Linked DNA regions of Mus musculus: region 2 is linked to region 1. Evidence: chromatin contacts called from public promoter capture Hi-C data. All regions are on one chromosome and are shown on one strand. Each heading gives the region's core, a stretch centred on a gene start, on an enhancer-like site or on the middle of the called end of the contact. The rest is flanking DNA. Distances are from core to core; before and after follow the strand shown.

Region 1 (3,319 bases), core at 312-2,811:
GCTGACAACAGGGCTGGGTTCTTATTTTCCTGTGTGACAAGTGCCCCATTGGTGTTTAATCTGGATTGTGCACATAATCTCCATCCACGGTACAGTCTTTCAGTTTACTGTAAATCGTCAGTTCATAAGCTATTGCGAAATATATTTAATTTTCTTAAAGCTGACTTTATACCCACCATGCTTCTGTATCTTCCGTTTCTTCCCACTTCCCCCAGTGGTGCTAACCCTGGGTCCTACTACTGGAGGCTAGGGACCTGGTGGGTGCTGGAGTTTCTGTCTTCATCAGGCCAAGGGCTGACCTGTTGCTTTGCCCACTTGTCACTGGATTAAGGATCTTGTCTGTGCTCATTTGATTCCCAGAGTGGTCTAATTTGATAATCTGGTGGCAACAAGATTGCCACCTTCTATCCTTAAAACTCCTCCTCCCATGATAGCTAAGGATAGCACGGAATACTGACCAGGAACTGCCTCCTCTAACTCTTCAATTCTGCTCCCTTTCTGCTCCTGTTTCAGTGAAAGCTGCGATATCCTGAGAGCTTTGTTCTGGTCCTCTGGAATGCTTTCCCACACTCTAGTTGGCCAACTCCAGTTGTTGTTCAGAGGCACCCCCTTCAGTAGGCGGGATGGTGCTACGGGCACCGGATCAGCACTTTATTCAATCGGCTAGACTGTACTAGGAAACAGTACCAGGTTTTTCTGGAGGCCACTTCTCCAGTGTCTAGCACAGCGTAAGCCTGGGGGTGTAGCTATTCCATCTTAAGAGACTTGCATGGGGAAAGAGGTGGTAGAATTGTAACATGGGAACTGGGTTACTCGGCTTGGGGGGTGGGGGCGGGGATCAGAAGGGGCATGGGTGCAGAGCCCCAGGGTATCTCAGTAGTTTAAGGCTTCTAGATCTTCCGAGCCCCCTCCCCCAGAACAGAAGGATTGGGGGACTATGACTTCTCAGGGCAGAGACGGGGTAGTGGTCAACAGTGCCTAAAGTGAGCCCACTCTCTTCCACTGCCCTCAGCAGGAGAGACTGGGGAGGCAAGGACTGGGAGACAAGGGAAGTATAAAGATCCTCTGTGTTCCCCAGGGTCTCCTACCGCGGGGTAAGAAAGCTGGGAAGCCAGAGCTTAGAAGGGGGGTCATTCCGAGTTCCAGCTTAGGCTGCTGGCCTGGGTGACCTTGGGGTGTCCCTTTCCCCTCCCAGCCTCAGTGTTCCCGTGGGGACGCTGCGTATCCCCCGGCGGGTGAGTTGGGGAAGGCCAGCCGAGGCAGGGCCTGGGTGGGAGCAGGACCGCCCACTGCGACGGCCCAGGACCTCAGGAGCCCGCGTGGGCGGTGCGTGGGGCTCCTCCCCCGGGGCGGGGGTCGCGGCGCCGGCAGCTGGTGGCCCCGCAGCTGCAGCCTCAGCACCTGCCGCCGCCAGACGGCGCGGGCGCAGCCGGGCCCGGCCTCTCCCCCCTCGGGCTGCAGCCGCGGCGCGGGAGGCGGAGCCGGAGCCGAGCCGGAGCCCAAGCCGAGCCGCTGCCCGAGCCCGGCCGGCTACCGTGGCCGCCGCTGGGCGGGGCGCCCCAGCTACTGCTCCCGCCGGCTCCGCGTGCACGCGGGCGGCGCCTCCTCCTCAGGTAAGGGCGAGGCCCCCCGCGCCGCCGCAAAGTTTTGGGGATACCTGGATCCCCACAGCCCAGGCCTGCGTCTCTGGGAGCTGCTCCTTGGCTTCTTCCGCGCCGCCCTCCACGCTGCGCTCCCGGGTGACCCGCTCCACTCCTCGTGTCCCCTCTCCCGGCGTCCGTGGCGTGGCCGCCAGCTTGCTTGGGACCTGCAACGGTTAACTCTGTGCATGGGATCCGTGTGCCTTAAGTTTCCGAGGTCTGCACGGTGTAGTTGTGGGAGGAGCGACCAGCCGCGAGGCAGCCCTGGGTTCAGGTGCGGCCGCAGCCAGCGCCAACTTTCTGAGTGACCTCAGATGAGCCCTGCCTGTCCGGTCTCCACTGCCATACCTGCACCAGAGTGGGTTGAGCTGTTCGCCCGGACGATCGGCTGAAGCGTCACGCTTGTATTGCTCTGTTTTGAGTGGGGGGGGGGGTGCCCGAGAGTGTGTCAGCTCCAGAGCTCATGGGGAGTGGAGAGGAATGTTGAAGACCTACAGAAGTCTGTATTGGTGGGGAGGGACAGGTCGCGTCCCTAACCCGCAGCAGCCTTGACTGAGCTTAAGGATGGGTGTGGCAATGGCCTCTGGAAATGGAGTAGCTGCAAGGGCTAGGTGTCCCAGAGCCATCCTGGCTGTGTGACCTTGGGCAAGTCCACATTTTGAGGCTGGTTTTGGTGCCTCTAAGGTAGGGTGAAAGTAGTGAGATGTTCTTTGAGGTCAGTTACTATAAAACTCTACAGAAGGGGAGTCTCTGAGCTCTGGTTTGCAGGGTCAGTTTGGGTGGAGCCATTAATCCATCAAGAATCTATCCAGCACTTACAAATTGGTGTTTGGAAAAAATAAAGGAAGCATTTGGGGTTTGCTCTAGGAGTCTCAAAATAGACATGGCAAGGGTTGGTGAGAGCGCGCCTTGCTTACTCCGGTGCATTGGCCGTCATAAAATATTCAACGACATAATGATTTGTTTTCAAAGTGGCTTATAGATCAGGAAATGTTTCTGTTTGTGAGGTGGTTATTTATTTATTTATTATTTTTTTGCCAAAACCTCTCAAAATTGAGGGGGGAAGATAATGCCCTGTTGTAGGGCCCTGAAGGAGGCTAGTGGATGCTTAATTCCAGTCTAAGGGGAGGCTGAGATGTTTTACAGTTCTGGTTATGGAGACTCGCTCTAAATCAGGAGTCCTCCGGTGGGTGTTGCGTGTCCATGTCCATGGGGCTGCAGAGGCCCACAGTTCAGAAAAGACGTGTCTTGACTTCCGGGATAGGTGAATTCTGGTGTAGCCGGAGCGAAGTTGAGAACGAGATACCTGAGCGTGTGTGATAGAAGGTGAGATTTGTCCCACTGCCCAGTATCTTGTGCTGCAATTAGTGCGCCCCAGTGAGAAACATCTCGTGGAAGCAGTTTTGTTTGATTTCCTTCCTAGACATGCTGGTTTTCGGTTTCAGGCTTTCGGAAGTCAGAAGTCTGGGGAGAGGGAGTTTTGTGACAGGGTGGGGTTGTGATACCTGCGTTTGCCTTTCCCAAGTGCCACTTGGAATTGGAGGCTCACTTGGCCCTGCCCCCAGAGGCATTCAAACACAAGCGTGACTCTCTTCATCATCTAGTGCTTGGTTCTCATGGAAAGAGATGAGGAAAACTACTGACAGGGTTCTCTGCTGCGTGGGCTAAGGGTCTCAGGA
Region 2 (3,307 bases), core at 754-3,253, 110 kb after region 1:
TGGTTACAGGTCTAGAAGAAACTATTGGTGGGCCTCGAGAAACATCAGTAGTGAAAGTCATTGCTGGTTTATCAGACTCTGCAAAATTAATTTCCTCATGTGGCGAAGGCATTATTTCAAGGGGTGGGGCTGAGGGTACTACTTCCTCATGTGGGGCAAACCCTTGAGAATCTGAAGATTCAAAATTCTCAGCTTCAACATGGTCTTCCCACACATCCCATTCTTGTTGTAGGATCCCATTCTTTGCCAATTAGAGCCCTTACTTTAACTGTTGACACACTCTGAGGCTGAGACTTGAATTTTCACTGTAGTTCAGCCAACCTTACAATGAGAGTTTCTGTTTGATTTTCTGCAACTTGAGCTCTATTGCTACAAGAGAGAAGATTCTCCTCAAGGACACACTTAGCAACTTTTAGATCGTTTACTTGTGTCTGGAGCCTTTCGATTTTATCACACAACTCCTTCCTTTCATTCATCATTTTTTCCACAGATACTAAGAGCAGCCAGCCAGTAAAATCATTTTCCGATTTTTTCCCCATCTTGTAGAAAGCTTTGTGCACTGAATCACCTAATTCATTAAGAAAATCAAGGTCATTAGCTTCTTTAAGTTCAGAATATAGTTTCAACCATGGGTCTTCAAAATTCTCTGAGCTCCCAGGAGGGAGAGAATCTGGAGAGGTTTCAATAGTTGAAAGTGCTGGTGGATCAACAAGCCAATTCCAGTATTTTAAAAGATTCATCCTTGTACTTCTGTTACTCTAGAACCACTCCTGGTACCAACTTCTGTATTAGTCAGGGTTCTCTAGAGTCACAGAAGTTATGGATAGTATCTAGATAGTAAAGGAATTTATTGATGACTTACAGTCGGCAGCCCAATTCCCAACAATTGTTCAGTCGCAGCTGTGAATGGAAGTCCAAGGATCTAGCAGTTACTCAGTCTCACGCAGCAAGCAGGCGAAGGAGCAAGAGCAAGAGCTAGACTCCCTTCTTCCAATGTCCTTATATTGTCTCCAGCAGAAGGTGTAGCCCAGATTAAAGGTGTGTCCCACCACACCTTTAATCCCAGATGAAAGGCGTAGCCCAGATTAAAGGTGTGTTCCTTAAACTCGGAGATTCAATCTTCTGGAATCCATAGCCACTATGGCTCAAGATCTTCAAACCAAGACCCAGATAAGGATCTCCAAGCCTCCAGATAAGGGTCACTGGTGAGCCTTCCAATTCCGGATTGTAGTTCATTCCAAATATTGTCAAGTTGACAACCAGGAATAGCCACTACAGTTGCTCTTGCAGAGAACCTAGGTTTGGTTCCCAGCCCCCACATGACTGCTCATAACTCTCTGTAACTTCAGTTCCGATGGGGGCGGCAGGTTGGAGAGGTGCGGGGGAGTGGGATTCCAATACCCTCTTCTGGTTTTCCCAAGTACCAAGCATGCATGAAATGCACATGTGTATGCAGGCAAAACACCCATACATATGAACAAAAATAAATCTTAAAAAAAGAAAAGTAAAGACAAGACTTGGACTAGTCGCTTCACGCATCTGAGCCTATTTCTGAGTTGATATGTGAAGGGAGATGTTCAAGGTATGTAACTAGCCACTAGACTCTTTGCCTGCTAAGTCTTGTCTGCGCTTTGAACTTGGACAGCCTGGCGGCAGAAGGACCACTGTGTGCTCAGGAAAGGGCTGTGCTAGCTCATAGTCCCTGCTGGTTGAAGGGAAACCCAGGGAATCTTAAGGGCCCCATACTGACCAAAAAGACAAAGTAGGTGGTTTAGAGCTTGGTTTAAAGTCGCCAGAAAGCCACTAGTCACCTGTTTGAGCTATGTAAGGTTTACGAGGACTTGGAATTGCCATCGTCAACTAACAGACAGATAACCCAGAGTATAGAAGCCCAGCCAATCTACTGGTATCATCTAGTGCGTTGTTAGACTGAAAACTACAACTCCCAGAATGCCACTCAAAGCTGATCAGGAACCGGAAGTGGCTTTGGGGCGGGACCAACTGTGTTCTCTTCTGAGCAAGGTGTGTTAGGTAAGCCAAGATCTGGTTCTGAGGGTTGGCTAGAGACTGCGGGGTCCCACCGAGACGCCTAGGCACCCCACAGCCCTGGGGAGTCTGGGTCTTGCCTTTCCTCGGTCGCAGCACGCGAGTCAGTGTGACCCGCGTTCCCTGCAGCCTGGGATCTAAGCAGGTGTTCTGGTGCTGAAGGTGGTTGGGCTCAGAATGAGAAAATGAGAGACCTATGCAAACAGGATGATTGGACACTTAGCGACGGCGTTTGTGCTCATCAGGTGGGACTTGGGCTAGAAAAGGTCTAAGGCGGAGACGGCGGTGTTAACTCCAAGTATTTATTGAGAGTCTGAGTAAACGGAACATTTAATTTTATTGGAACGGTGTGAAAAAATCAGACAAAAAATAAGTAGGTGGTGTTGGATAGTGAAAATATGCCTGATCTGAGGACGTGTGAGACTAAGGGAAGAGCATGTGGGCAGAGATTAACAGTTTATGTAGACATTGGGATATTTAGTATGTTTGGGAAATAGGTAGGTCACAGTTTATGCAGACATCGGGATATTTAGTATGTTTGGGGAATAGGTATACCACAGAGCGTAAAAGAAAATGATGGAGGAGGGGCTACCAGGAAAGATGGCTCTTGCTGAGGATGGGAGTTTAGTTCTCAGCACCCATGTCTGGGCGACTCATGACTGCCTGTAACTTAAGCTCCAGACACCTGTACTGAACTGATGCACACATAGCCACATACATAATTTTTAAAAATAAAATGGCTCTGGTGTGGTGGTGCAAGCCTTTAATTCGGGAGGCAGAGGCGGGCAGATCTCCGTGAGTTCTAGGCCACCCTGGTCTCCAGAGGGAGTTCCAGGATAACCAGGGTACAGAGAAACCTTGTCTCAAAAAACAAACAAACGAATGAATGAATGAATGGATGGATGAATGGTTGGATGGATGAATGTGGGAGGCAGAGACAGGGCAGATTTGTGAGTTGGAGGCCTGCCTGGTCTCCAACCAGTATATAGCAAGTTCAAGGCCAGCTAGGGCTACATAGTGAAACCCTGTCTATAAATAAACAAACAAACAAATAAATATAAATAAATAAATAGAATCCTCTAGAAAAAAGAAAGTTGACAGAAGGGAGAGAGCCCTTAGTGATCTGTGCAGATAGTGTGTAGATTTTGGATTACGGTGAGTGAAATAGAAAATGCTGCTGACTCTGGCCAGAAGAGTGGTGTAATTCTCAAACATTTAGATGCTCTTATATATCTGCTGCTACATACTTGTGAATATATAT

What was found. Capture Hi-C pulls out chosen DNA fragments and counts their contacts.
Region 2: a contact with region 1 is called in a promoter capture Hi-C map of adipose tissue. The contact joins the promoter of Trmt10b here to the promoter of Frmpd1 in region 1. A contact is called at or near these places in 2 of 39 promoter capture datasets (neutrophils and trophoblast stem cells), 3 of 484 Hi-C or Micro-C datasets (cerebral cortex, palatal mesenchyme and stem cell-derived neural progenitor cells), 11 of 115 datasets of contacts at active chromatin or transcription factors (differentiating embryonic stem cells, embryonic hindbrain, embryonic stem cells and 5 more) and 4 of 9 other capture datasets (adipose tissue, embryonic stem cells, liver and 1 more).

The regions. Positions count from the first base shown.
Region 1 is chr4:45,183,345-45,186,663 of GRCm38.p6, forward strand. It overlaps Frmpd1 (FERM and PDZ domain containing 1), which reads left to right and starts at 1,562. Exons shown (of 16, transcript NM_001081172.2): 1 at 1,562-1,613.
Region 2 is chr4:45,295,165-45,298,471 of GRCm38.p6, forward strand. Trmt10b (tRNA methyltransferase 10B) reads left to right here and starts at 2,004. Exons shown (of 9, transcript NM_027266.4): 1 at 2,004-2,031.